Regions from separate parts of the Bicyclus anynana genome. Here region 1 is linked to region 2. Evidence: chromatin contacts called from public Hi-C data. All regions are on one chromosome and are shown on one strand. Each heading gives the region's core, a stretch centred on a gene start, on an enhancer-like site or on the middle of the called end of the contact. The rest is flanking DNA. Distances are from core to core; before and after follow the strand shown.

Region 1 (2,700 bases), core at 170-2,669, 38 kb after region 2:
GGTCATTATGTTCCACTATGTCACTACATAAGGCAGCCTTTGTATTTAAGAAATTTTGTGTGAAAGTGTTGGGTAGATCTGAGAATCAGCCAACATCTATTATTCATACCTTAAAATAAGGGTGACCCACTCCAAAATTTGTAAGGCAAAACAAAGTTTGGTATAACTGTGAGGCTAAATTAGTTGATATAAATCTACAAAAAATTACAAGTATGAAACATAAATTGTATGAAATTTAGTTTTCTTGTAAGAAAATGTGGGACAGTCATTTTTTATTCTATCATGACTTAACACTATGTGAATTTTGCAAATATGTGATATACCTACTTATGAAAATTCATACTCTTCTATACATACTAACATTAAAAAGAGGAAATAATAAAGATTTGTTTGTTTATTTGTAGTGAATAGGCTCTGAAACTACTGGACTGATTTTAACCATTTTTAACAAATAAAAAGGTACATTATCAGCAAGTAACAGGGGTATATCTTATCCCGGTATTCCTTCGGGTACGGGAATTACGTGAGTATAAACGCAGAGCGTATTATTAGAGAAATAACAAAATCCAATAAACAATATTGCAATATTACGAGGAAAATAATGCTTTCAAGTATTCACATGCAGATGTGTTCATAGACATTTAGATACGAAATATTCACCACACAAGTAAACGAGGAAATGTAATAGCAATAAAATATACATAAAAAGTAAATTTGCATGCGTATTGATGTATTAAAACGAATATCTCACTGAAAAAATCCTTACAGCAACCAAATAACGCCCAAAAACATGGGGGACAATAATATATTGATAAGGCAACGCATGAATCGATGTCTCACCGTAGGGGCCGTGCAATTTCCCGAACGTAAAACCCGATTTTCAACAAGTCACTGCCTCATTTTGACAAATTCAGGATATCCTTCGGCAAAGTAGGCCCCTTGCCGATACTACACTATAGCGTATTTCGTAACTGCTCAATTGATTAGTTCATCCTAGAAACAATAAATCCAATCGTAGGGTGTATCTACCACACATTCGACCGGCGACCATTTCGAACAAGTGCCATATTCAACTGTGTCACACCCATATGCAAAAAATACATTATTTTAAGCAAAACTACAGTCAAATTGAGCATTGGAAAACTACATTCTACTAACGATAGTGAAAAGAATAAGGACTTTACCCCACAATCAGCAAAACTCGTCGATTGATTCTGTGGTTTTCAGGCGCTTCCTAAACCACCATTAAGACTGGATCTTATCCTTTTGGCACATTTTGTATCTTTCTGACAACACTACACTGAACTAGATTATTCACAAGTTTTTAACACGGATCGTTCCACCATTTAGTATTTCATACACCCTCGAGCTCAATCCTTTTCACGGCCATTTGCAAATTGCGTCAAAGTCCCGTCTTCGCGATTGGTAGATTCTGCGCTACTGTGGACAGCTCCGGCCGCGCTCTCTGATGAAAAAATAAGGAACTAAATTTGCTGTTATGTAAAACTATACTCTCTGTCATGGACATAGAGCATACTTAGAAATTGTTAGGCATACATACGTCGTTTCGAATAAAATAGAATAGGGTGCGGTAAGGCTGAAATGAGACCCCCGTTGCGTGACGTCAAACTGGGCGTGAAAAGCTTACGGCGGAATATTTAAATATATTTCATAAACAAAAAATATTTTATGAAAATCTTCTTGTTTTATTCCAATAATTAAAATTTTAATCAATCATTACAATTAAATGATTCAATTAAATATTTTCTTGCTATAACGAAATATTTTCACTGAAATGTTGACTACAAAAAATATAATAGGTACAAACAAAGTAGATCGATGGAGTAAAGTAGTTAACAGTAGTATAATAAAGTACCATTATTATAAGTGATTATATGAGTTAAATAAAGGTCATTTCAAAATTAAATATAAGTAATGCTAAAGGAAATGGGCACTTGGTCATCTAATCTAATTCCATTAATTTTAACTTCTATACTACTTCTACTTCCCTATAGGGTTTTCAGGTATTCTATGGTTTTCAGACTGTAAGTGATTATAAAGATTCGCACGTGACCACAGCCATGGTTTATGATTATTTAAATTATTTGTGTTATAATAAGGATTTTTTTTATTCACAGGTTTGAGAAGTACACGTGCTTTAGTAACCCTCCTTGCATTATTTATTATGCAAAATCCTCTTTGATGGATCTTTGTACTTGGTAAGGTGTGGTTGAGCCCGTTGAACCATGGCTAAGCAGGCTGAGCTAATATTATATATAATATAATTATTATAATAAATAAAGGTATAGTCTGTGAGGTAAAATTCTTTTACCAATAGAAAACCACGTTACTTATTAGTGTCTTATGATATTTTTTATCCCCGTATTCACACGGGAACGGAATTACGTGGGAGAAAACGAGAGGCGTCTGCTAGTGCTAGTAAAACATAAAATATGATCATAGTGCTAATCAGTAATCCATTTAAAAAAGCAAGATAGCGAAGCGAAGTTCGAATATTAACAAAAAAAAATGGAAATTTCTTGCATGGCAATTTTTAAAATACCCAATTTCTGATTGGTAAAAAAATTGCAATCGATAATATTCTAAGCTTGTCATTGGTACGTTAACACAACTATTTTTCTATTGGCTTGGTAATCCCGGTGTTTTACAATGCCTTGCAGCATGATGTATGTTCGCAGC
Region 2 (2,700 bases), core at 27-2,526:
GGAATTGAGAAAATTCTCTGGTATGCAGGTTTCCTCACGGTGTCTTCCTTCACTGTTTGAGACACGTGATATTTTATTTCTTAAAAGGCACACAACTGAAAAGTTGGAGGTGCATGCTCCGGACCGGATTCGAACCCACACCCTCCGGAATCGGAGGCAGAAGTCATATCCACTGGGCTATCACGGCTCTCTCTAATTGTAGGTTTCTTTAATATGGCCATGATATATTATTTTGAAATCGTCTTGAGGAGTCCTTAGGAGGAGTATGATACCTATATTGCATTATTCGAAACAAAAATCGAATTACAATAAATTTAATTTAATTAATGTCAATCATAAAATTAGCTATCTTATTAACCATAACACATGATGATTAATTTAGGGCCAGGTAGTAAGTATTTTCCAAATATATTATTATCATTATTATCAAGTATCAAGGTGGTTGCAGTCAATGACAGAACAGGGTTGCCCTATGAACAAATAAGTGACTACAACACCCTCATGTATTTTCTAATCTTTTGTGTCGCACTCTAACCTAACCTCCCCTCTTCCGTTTAAATAATATGTCCCTGATGTATAGGTACACCTCTGTGAGGACTCACCAGGTCATATCCCCGGAGCTGGTGAGAATCTGGTTGTCGTCGAGGAACCGGCAGCAGGACAAGTAGCCGGAGTGTCCGGGCAACTCGCGGGACACGCGCACGTTGCCTTCGCGAGTCTTCAAGCTGTGGATGTCATTAATATTATGGTGAGTGGTTATTTTGTAAAGATTAGGATGTAAAGAGGAGATATAGTTTGTAAAAGGGTTACACAACGAGTTGAACACCTTCTGTCCCAAACGATAAGTTCGTCGTGTGACTGTCCCACACGATCGGATAGTCGTGTGACTGTCCCACACGATCGGATAGTCGTGTGACTGTCCCACACGATCGGATAGTCGTGTGACTGTCCCAAACGATCAGTTCGTCGTGTGACTGACCCACACGATCAGTTCATCAAGTGACCGTCCCACACGATCAGTTTGTCGTATGACTGTCCCTCACGATCAGTTCGTCGTGTGACTGTCCCACACGATCAGTTCGTCGTGTGACTGTCCCACACTATCAGTTTGTTGTGTGACTGACCCACACGATCAGTTCGTCGTATGACCAACCCACACGATCAGTTTGTCGCGTGTCTGACCCACACGATCAGTTCGTCGTATGACCAACCCACACGATCAGTTTGTCGCGTGACTGACCCACACGATCAGTTTGTCGTGTGACTGACCCGCACGATCAGTTTGTCGTGTGACCCACATACCTATAGATGGAGCAGATGTTGTCGAGCCCGCCGCACGCGACGTACGAGCCGGAGGGCGCGTAGGCGCACGTCATCACCCACGACGAGCGCAGCGGGATAGCGTGCACCTTGTTCGTCGTGTGACTGTCCCACACGATCAGCTTGCCGTCCTGACTGGCGGACACCAGGTTCCTACGACGAAATACTACAATTAGTACAATATTATAATTAGTATTATAATAAACTAAGCCGACGAACTAGAATGAAATGATTTTTGTGTATGGAAGAAGCAAGGGAGTTATGCAAGGATCGTAGACCCCAAAGGGAATAAGGCGTGATGGCATGTATGTATGTAGTAATAGCAAACCCCTACCTATATGCACATAATATTGCAAAATAATCAACCGTTTCGAAGGACTTTGGTAACAAACATCTCACGAGAATTTTATTTTCACCCCTTCTATTTATATTTTCGCATGTTTTATATAAAATACTAAGTCCACTAATTATTTTACAAAAACAAACAAACAGACACGATCCCAGACAAAAAATAATAATATTTTTAGCTTCAGTATCGATTACCTATGTGTAACGCCCTGCCCTCCATTTACAGAACTGGGCCTAGTCGTTTTATAATAAGTATAGATTGGCCAATGCGACCAATGCGGGTTTCACCCGCGTAGTTCGACAAAATGTAGCCTGTGACACTTATAAATAAAGTGGCTTTCTTGTGATAAAAGATAAATCAATCTAATATGAAGTAAGTATAGAAAACTATTTAAAGAGACGCGAAAGTTAGTCACCATGGCGCTTTCCAATATACGCATTGGAAACAATACAATAAAAGTGTTTGAACGTAAAGAGGCAGGTGTACGTCATAACGAATACCAATCGAGTTCTAAAATGGTAGTCATAATTTTATGAATACATATTTTAGTAGTTCTATAAAGGTACAGTTTTGTATTGATTTTCCTCGCGAGGGCAAATATTCTAGTCTCCAAACAATCTTTTAATGTTGAACGTTTTAAAGTTGAACTTTTTACAGAAAACTCCTTCAGCTCTCATTCGCACGAGAATTTTTTTAAGAGACGTTAAAGAAGTTTTCAAATACAACAAATGCATTCCCAAATTTTGGGAGTTGGAAATAGATCTTAATTTAACTTCATACTATATTTGAACGCTTTTTTAACGCCCGGTAAAAAAACTCTCGTGCGAATGAGGGCTAACTTGTGCTACAGACATATAGTAAAATCGTCCGCGTGGAGTGTCCATTGGCTATAACTGTAAACTCTTTTCTAATGATTTTGATTGAAAATGCGATTAGACAAAAGTGTACTGCATTTCTTAGAACAAAAACTATTTTTAACGACGCAAAAGAGTATTATTAGTTTGACGTGTCTGCCTGTCTCTCTGTCTGTT

Evidence for each region. Hi-C and Micro-C count contacts between places; a contact is called where the count stands out from the background.
Region 1: a Hi-C map of whole body shows a contact between it and region 2, with 2.1 times the contacts expected there. The contact joins the promoter of LOC112051399 here to the enhancer-like site in region 2. A contact is called at or near these places in 2 of 2 Hi-C or Micro-C datasets (whole body and whole larva).

What each region holds. Positions count from the first base shown.
Region 1 is chr25:9,915,882-9,918,581 of ilBicAnyn1.1, forward strand. It overlaps LOC112051399 (guanine nucleotide-binding protein G(I)/G(S)/G(T) subunit beta-1), which reads right to left and starts at 1,420. Exons shown (of 9, transcript XM_024090022.2): 1 at 1,185-1,420.
Region 2 is chr25:9,877,820-9,880,519 of ilBicAnyn1.1, forward strand. It overlaps LOC112051399 (guanine nucleotide-binding protein G(I)/G(S)/G(T) subunit beta-1), which reads right to left. Exons shown (of 9, transcript XM_024090022.2): 4 at 1,303-1,473; 5 at 603-725. Among protein-coding and RNA genes, the nearest start is that of LOC128199490, 10 kb to the right of the region's middle. Within about 2 kb of position 1,277, at least 8 of the 8 cell types and tissues checked have open chromatin away from gene starts, as enhancers often do.